Regions from separate parts of the Gossypium hirsutum genome. Here region 2 is linked to region 1. A link is a contact called in public Hi-C data. All regions are on one chromosome and are shown on one strand. Each heading gives the region's core, a stretch centred on a gene start, on an enhancer-like site or on the middle of the called end of the contact. The rest is flanking DNA. Distances are from core to core; before and after follow the strand shown.

What was found. Hi-C and Micro-C count contacts between places; a contact is called where the count stands out from the background.
Region 2: a contact with region 1 is called in a Hi-C map of leaf, with 1.8 times the contacts expected there. The contact joins the promoter of LOC107893969 here to the enhancer-like site in region 1. A contact is called at or near these places in 5 of 34 Hi-C or Micro-C datasets (hypocotyl, leaf and petal).

Annotation. Positions count from the first base shown.
Region 1 is chrA05:49,930,280-49,934,766 of Gossypium_hirsutum_v2.1, forward strand. No RefSeq gene overlaps it. Among protein-coding and RNA genes, the nearest start is that of LOC107893970, 14 kb to the left of the region's middle. Within about 2 kb of position 1,407, at least 2 of the 9 cell types and tissues checked have an H3K27ac peak or open chromatin away from gene starts, as enhancers often do. A contact at or near this core is called in leaf, where this site is marked.
Region 2 is chrA05:49,963,018-49,967,300 of Gossypium_hirsutum_v2.1, forward strand. It overlaps LOC107893969 (signal recognition particle subunit SRP72), which reads right to left and starts at 2,111. Exons shown (of 6, transcript XM_016819130.2): 1 at 1,840-2,111; 2 at 1,608-1,744; 3 at 493-845. The coding sequence starts at 1,981.

The DNA.
Region 1 (4,487 bases), core at 157-2,656:
GACAAATTCATACTAATAATTAAAATAAAAAGAAATGAAAACTTATCTTATTGGTGACCAGTAGAAGAATTCTCCACCCGTTCTTGCTTTTCCATCAACAAATCTTTAGCAGATTTCCCGTCAAGTTCTAGTGCTATAAGTTCCGAAGCCTCTTCATAGAATCAACGAAAAAAACCTGAGAATTTTCAAAATTCTTAAAGTGATTTCCCAACCCCTTTAAAGTTTTGTTTAATTTCCAACCTCCTTTTGACCCTGACACTTTAGCTCTATGTCCCTTATTAACCTATTTGGATAATTGATTTCCAGTCAAAATAACACTGCCCCGACCTCCTTGCCGGCTAGTTCAGAAAGGGTGTTCTTTTTTAACACTACCGCTGAGTGATTTTTTGGCATCCAATACGTTTTCTTCCACCCCCTACATCGAAAAAAGAATTCTCCTCAAATGTGATATTAAAATGTACCATGTGTTCCACTTGAATTTCGTTTGAATTAGGGGAGTCTAGCTTCACTATTCCTACAGCAAAACCATTCGATGAATTTGAAAAAAAAAGGAGAAAAAGTTACAGAGGTACCTAGTTTTAAAAATTTTGTTACGTCAACACTAGCCTAAGGCCTACGAAGGTCTCCTGAAGGCCTTGGGCATTTGCTCCTAAAGATGTCAAGAGGTGAAGTTCTTAGTGTAACCATCATCATAGCTGCTAGTGGCCTCCTACTTTTCAACTGAAAAAGCCTGTTGTTTCAAACCATCATTAAACCCAACAGTGGTCTGGCCCTTCATAGAATTAATGGGCTTAGACTTCTGAGTTTGGCCCTTAGTGTGATTCCTTACTTGCTGGCCTAAAATTTCCTTTCTAATCATAACAGTAGCTGGATTTTTGCCCATTGGAGACTTTCTTTGATAATCGGTCAAAATGGCTTTCCCATTCCTCTTCAATTCCTGTTGTATTTCCTTATTCACATTTTCATCCATTGAATTCGCCTCTAATCCTGCAAGGAATTGAAATCAAGATCCCGTTATTTTCTTATTAAAAATACTGTTTTCTTTTTTATTTCCTTCCGGAGTGAAAGGCCTGGTCTGCCACTCCACCAGCATCCAAAGGGCCATAATCCCTACCTCCGATTGTCGTAGAATTTGGATATTCTTGAATTGTTGACTATACCTCATTCATCAGCCTTGTGAGATGAGTGGTACAATTTTCCTTGTTGTGCTCATATTGTCCACACAAGAAACAGACTATATATATATGTAAGTTTCATATTCGATCTTTTGGAGGTTGCCACACATGAACACGTGTCTTAAAAATTTTAGGTGCAAGTTGGTTCACACAGGCACATAGAGTTACACAGCTTAGCGGCACAGCCATGTGACCCTGAGCCACACAGTTATAGATAGTTACACTATTTGCACACATGGGCGTGTGGAGTAGTCACACAAGTGTGTGGTTAGCCACACAACCATGTTTGGAGTCACACGGTCTAAGCTAAGTCACATGACCGTGTGACCCCTATTTTCACAAATTTTCATGTTTTTCTCAAAATTCTCTAATTTATTTAAATCAATCCCCAATTACTTTTTAATCATTTTTAAGGCCCCGATAGCTTGATTTAAGGCCCAAATGTGTATGTTGCTATGATTTAAATTTATAATTAAGTTTAATTATTAGTTTTAGTTTGAATTTAAATGTTCTATTTTGTACAGTAACATTTTGTAACCTTAATTCAACGACGGGGACAAGTTAGGGCTGTTACACTTAGTGGTGTCAGAGCTACGATTTAGTCGGTTCTCAGGCTAAACGTAGCTGGTATAGAGTATAGAATACATGCCATTTTATAACATGTGATACTGTGATATCTTCTAACTTAAATTAATTATGTTAAAAGATGTCATCCAACCGAGCTGATTCCGATTAGGTCGAAAGTAATGTGCAAGCCTCCGTTCAAGAAGCATCTAGTAGTGGGCCCGTATCTGAGGGCTGGGGAAGTGAAGAGAAAGAAGTCTTCTTCCAGATGATGTCTAAATGGTTTTCTGAGTTTGATCTAAACCCAATGGCTCAACAACCTCCACCCCCTCCCGTACCCCAGCCAGTCCCCATTTATTCCTCAAGGTTTGGAATAAGTATGTGTGAATAGACCTCCAGTTGACAAAATTCGTAAATATAGGGCAGAAGAGTTTCGTGGTCCCGTAGAAGATGATCCAAAAGAACTGAGTTTTGGTTAGAAAATATTATTAGAGTTTTTGATGAACTGCCATGTTCTACTGCTGATAGTTTGAAATGTGTGATATTGTTGCTAAAGGACTTAACGTATCAACGATGGAATACTTTAATAGCGATGGTACCAAAAGATCATGTGAATTAGGATTTCTTTCAAACCTAATTTAAAAAGAAATACATCAATCATAGGTATATTGATAAAAAAGGAAATAGTTTTTAAAACTGAAGCAAGGTTGTAATTCTGTAGCAGAATATGAAAGAGAATTTGTGCAACTCGGGAATGTATACCAATGAAAATTGTTATGTGTACTCGGTTTGAAGATGGTTTAAATGAAGACATAAAATTATTGGTGGGGATACTGGAATTAAACGAATTTGTGGTTTTAGAGGATCGAGCGCATAAGGCTGAAGAACTTAATAAGGCTAAAAGAAAAGCAGATTCTGAGGTTCGTGACACGGGTAAACGGCCGATAGGAAAATCATTTTAATCTTGATCAAAGAAATTGAAAGAATTTCATGGTCGTAAATCAGCTCCATCTGGATTTTCAAGAAGGGATAATGGAAATAGCAAATAAGTTCAAGACCCTAAGCTACTTCTATAGCGAGTGTGTGGAGTGTTTGTAATAGTAAGCCTGAGTGTCAACAATGCAATAGAAGGCATTTCGGAGAGTGCAGATTGAGAAATGGATCGTGCTTTAAATACGGTTCATGTGATCATTTTCTTCGAGATTGTCCTAAAAGGTCTGATAAAAAGAAAGCTCAAAACACACGGTCGAGTAATACGGATGCGAGAAGGAGGCAATCAAGAAATAATGTTAATACGGGAAATAGTCATAGTGGACGGGGAATTAAAAGCAGAACAGAAATTCAGAAAAAATGATCTATGATCTAATTTAATTTTTAGGAGATGAGTACCCAAACAATTTGGGAAATACTCCATCCAAGCTTTATTTCCTACTACCCTATCCAGTCTTTCAAAAAGATTACCTCGATGCTACGTAAAAGGAGGACCCTGAAAACCTAGATCATGTAGTTGAGATTTATCCATAAACTCACCAAAGAACTAATATTTGCACCCTTTAACATGACCACCTTTTTTGTCTTCCGAAGAGAGGATGGCGTTAAAATTGCTAATGGCCATCCAAGGGTAATGCCCAAGTGGGATAGAAAGACTTAAATCTTTCCACAAGATTTTCCTTTTTTGTTTATCAAGGCTCTCATAGACAAAAGCAATGAAGACCGAATGTGGATGAAGATTGTAGTGAATACGAACTAGAATAAATTGAGGATAGTTACCAACCACCTCTAAATCAATCGAATTATTCCAGCCTATCCAAATAACACCAGAAAACCCAATTGCTTCCACTCAATAGATTTATCCCATTCCAATTTAGTGATGATTACATCAGCTTTAGCCCCACTGACTCTTAGTTCAAGAAGACTGATTATATCTAGCTTTTACTGATTATTATATTCACGAAAAGCTCGCAAAAATTTATCAATTGCACGCCCCTACACATTTCAAGAGAAAAAAAACAAATTCATAATAGTAATTAAAATAAAAAGAAAAGAAAGCTTATCTTATTAGCGGCCGGTAGAAGAATTCTCCACCCGCTCTCCTTCTTCCATCAGTAAATCTTTAGCAGATTGCCCATCAAGTTCTAGCACGATAAGTTCCGCTGCCCACTTCATAGAATCAGCTAAAAAAATTTGAGAATTTTTAGAATTCTTGAAGCGATTACCCGTCCCCTTTAAAGTTTTGTCTAATTTCCGATCTCCTTTTGAACCTGACACTTTAGTTCAATGTCCCTTATTAACCTCTTTGGATAATTGATTTCCAGTCAAAATAACACTGCCCCTGACCTCATTGCGACTAGTTCAGAAAGGGTGTTCTTTTTTAATACTAACGCTTAAGTGATTTTTTGGCATCCAATGAGCCTTCCTTCACCCCCACATCGAAAAAAGAATTTTCCTCAAAGGTGGGATTAAAATGCACCACGTGTTCCACTTGAATTTTGTTTGAACTAGGGGATTCCAGCTTTACTGTTCCTACAACAGAACCATTCGATGAATTTGAAAAAAAAAAGGGGAAAAGGTTACAGAGGTACCAAGTTTTAAAAACTGATTTGTTACGCTAGCACTGGCCTTTGACCTACTAAGGTCTCCTGAGGGCCTTGGGGCGTTTGCTTCAAAAGCTGTCGAGCGGTGAAGTTCTTGGTGCAGCCATCACCATAGTTGCTAGTGGCATGCAGCTTTTTAACCGACAAAGCCTGT
Region 2 (4,283 bases), core at 861-3,360, 33 kb after region 1:
TAGGGTCGACCAAGAAAAACCTATTCATCTCTCTACATCTAGTGCACAATAGAATGATCAAGAATTAAAATATTATTTTGAAGGCTTAATGACAAGAGCCTTTTTTTTATACTGTAACTTTTTCATATAATAGATCAAATGTTTGCAAATGGAAAGGTCACTCAACTATGTATTTCCTAACTACAATTGAGAACCAAAAAAAAAAAAAAAAAAGGTGGTGAAATTGTTCAAAAATAAATAGACAGTTAGCATATTAAGCAATTGTTAAAATGGAAAATTTCAAGATAAAGAAGGCCCACCAAAATAAGTTCGATAGAATCGATACCTTTCTTACATTCTATAAAGTCTAAATATATTGTTGAAATAAGACTAGCCCAAAACACAACCTGCGGATCTAATTATAACACTAGACATTGATACCCCAATATTATCGTGTAACAAGAAAATATTTCTTATGATAAATACATCAAAAGAAAAAAAAATAAGCAGTACCTTCGGGCAGTGAGCAAGAGTTTTTCAGCATTCTTAAGCTTATTTCCTTCAATTAGAGAACAAGCAATGTTATAGGCCAACTCAAAACTGCTAGTGGCCGTAGTCTTAATGGCATCCAAAGTTCCTTGCACTTCTGAAGCTCTCCCGGCTGATATCAAACCAGCAACCAAATTAATTTCCAAGGAATCAATCTTCACTTTTTGGAGATTCCTACAGATATCAACACATGCGTCCATTTTTCCTAGACGATATAGAATCTGAGATTCTAGCAACATGCTTGGTTGAGTCTTATCTTGTTTCTCCAAAACCTCCAAAGCTTCATCCAACTTGTTTTGTCGGTATAGGCAATATGCCTATTTAGAGATAGCAAGAAATATATATTAATAAAAAGTTACAAATAGTAATTAGTTTTGGAACATCAATGCAACCAAAATGCAGAGATCTATTATCGCCCAAATAAATTAAAAATCAAGAAAGCAAACATGAAGTGCATAGTGAAACCATGTTACTCAGATTCAGTTGTGCGTCGGGTACAGGATGTGTCCAGCATAGGCATAATTAATTTTTTTACAATTTCTTCATGTATTCAGAGGTTTTTTGAAGGGCCATATGCCTATGACCATGAAATGTATCAGGCACGGATGCTTAAAAAGAACTGATGTACACCGACAACATAAGAGGGAAACATGAATAAGCAGGTCAAGTCAACATATCCATACAAATATGTGAACCACTATATAGAAAAAAATGAGCGAAGAGAGACCCATAAATCAATCCATAAATCAAGAACTAAAACTCTGAATCACGATTACTAGCAAACTTCCAAAACCTACTAAATGATATATAAATCAAAGAAAATACAATTACTGTTTTTGCTAATTATCGAGAATTCTAATTATGATTTTAAAAAAAAAGTGCAAATAACTAAAATGGACACAGATTGACACGTAAGAATTCCACATAGAAAAGCCAATTCCTGAATTTTCTTTCTATTACAAATATTTAAACTTAAGTTTTTTTTGTTCAATAATATTCAGTAATCGAATAAAATTGAAACAAAGATCAGATAAGAAAACAAAGAACACGGTAAAAAGAGAATGCGGGAAATAACCAACCTTGTAGAAACTGAAATCAAAAGAAACCTTCTGAGAAGATTGAATTGCTGAGAGAGCCTCCTCGATTTTATCGGCCTTTATCAACGCCACAACTTTGCATCGAATGGCGTCTTCATCTCCCGGCGCAACCGATAGAACTGCGTAAATTCAAAATTCAGTAAAAATAATTAAAATTCCATTAGATTTCATTGATTATGAAAATAGAAAGATAGAATGTACGAATGAAATGCACCTTGATTTGCAACTTTGACGGCTTGTATGAATTCGGATCGTTGGATGTGTCTATCGAGTGAAGTGAAAAGATCTTCGATAGGTGGAGGAGGCTGCGACGGCGATGCAGCCGCTTTTAGCTTCTCTTTAGGCTTCGGCGCCATGGATTTCCTCCAACGAATAAATCAGATTGTCTTCTCTCTCTTTTTTTCTCGCTTCCCAAACAGATGAAATGGGATTTTGAGGGTTTCTTTTTTTTTTTTCCCTCCTTCGGTTTTCTCTTGTTTCTCTAGAATGGCCGCTTTCAAATGGGCCTCAGACTTTGAAAAAAAAAACAGTAAAAGCCTGTTGCAATCATGGGCCTGAATCAACCATTTGTCTCAATCGATCTAGTGAACAAAACTCGTTTTAATTCGAAAAAAATAATTTAAATTTCGAGTTAATTGAATTAAGTTATTTGAATTATTTGAGTAAACTCGAATAAGTAATTTAAGTTTTGAGTTCAAATCAAGTTGAATTTTACGATTTGAATAACTCAAATAATTCAAATAGTTCGAATAATTCGAATAATAAATTGATATAAATACACTTTTGGTCATTATCAAGTTTGAAAATAAACAAATTGGTTTCTATCTAAAAAAATAAAAAATAATTTTCAAAATTTTAAAATGTTTATAAAAATTCAAAAAATATATTTTTAAAAAAAATAAAAAAATTCAAAAAAATCTAAAAAATATATAAAAAATTTAAAAAATTACAAATTTTCTAGAGCAATAATTTTGGGACCTAAATAAGTTAATTAATGATTTAATTTTATCATGCTAAAGTATTTTTTATTATTTTGCTTTGAAAAAGTTTTCAAATATATATGGTTTTAAATTTATGTGTTCTAACATTAAATTAATTATATTATAACAAAGATTTTAATTTGATATGTTTAATTTTTTAATTTAACTCGAAAAATTTCACTCTATTCAATTCGACTTAAATTTCATTTCACTTGACTCAATTCGAAAAAAATTCAAATTGAGTTAGTATGATAAAATAGGACTTGTCAACTCGATTAAATTGAAAATTTTCCACTTGATTTGATCGAATGCTCTTCTCTACTGCTTTTTAATTTTCGATTGAATTTCTATCTGGAGTGAATTCAACATTAACTCATATAAAAATTATTAAAAATATTTTTTTATATTTTAAATAAACTATATAATATACATATATTTTTATATTTTTAATAAATCTAATAAAACAATTAATATAACAAGATTTAAAACCACACCACCTACATATGTAAACCCTCAATTTAACTTTTTAAGCATGTTTGATAATCCAAACTAAAATACAAATAATGGATTTTTTTAATAAAAAAGGGTTGGAAATAATAAATAGATAATGAATTACTTATCACTTAATATAAAAATTTTTCAATTTTTTTTATTTGCTTAACATTATCCTTTAAATATTTTATTTTTAAAATTTTTAAAAATATTATTTATCAAAAAGTCTAATTAAATTTTGTACTAATTTTTTTAATAAAATTTAAGACTTTGTATTAAAAATTGGGCCTCGGCCAGAAGTTTTGTACGAAGAAAAGAAATAAACTAAGCCTACAAAAACAGGTCCATTACTCCTAAGAAAAATCATTCCTAACCTAGCCTAATAATTAAAAACCACTTAAACCCACCAGGCCTCATTTTGTTACCTCTAATGCCCAATATTTTACCTGAGTTGGCCTCTACCATTATCTAGATACTTGATTACACACTATCAGTTCCCAAGACTCTCTCATTGATTACCTCTTCCTTTATTAGTATCCTATTCTAGTTCTTCTCCTATGTCTTTTTAGATATTCTGTTTCTTACAATACCCCTGCAACAACTACTCTTTTAGCAATATTTCCTTCGATTACTCCCTGTTGTCTCATTTCCTCGTCTGTTACCCATGCCTTTCTTCTCTTCCAAGCATTGCCAAGTTCCTCGTCTTCCTCCAGTGCCAGTAGCACCTTTCTCGATAATCAATTCTCCAAATCAGTATTATTTAGACTCTCTACTGCTGCTCTTGCAAGTACAACTCCGTTACTAGATCTAGAGATTTTCTGAAACTAACACTCTTCAAATCCAATTTTGCGTAATATATCAAGCATATTTTATAACTTAAATTAAATTATTAATTTTTTATATTTAATTTTTCAGCACCTAAATTCTTAATCACATATATTTTTCTATTTAAAATAATTTTCACTCACATTTTAAAATAATTTGTTTTATTTTAACTAGATTATGACACACTAGGAGTTAAAATTTTTTATATAATAAATATATTTATAAAGAATTGTTTCAAAAATCAAACGAATAGATTTTTTTTTTAAAGTTTAGCAAAATAACTGAGTAGGACAATTATTTAACGACATAGTTGACTTTGGCATCCCTATAGTCTGGAGGTTGGAGTCGGCACCTCTACATA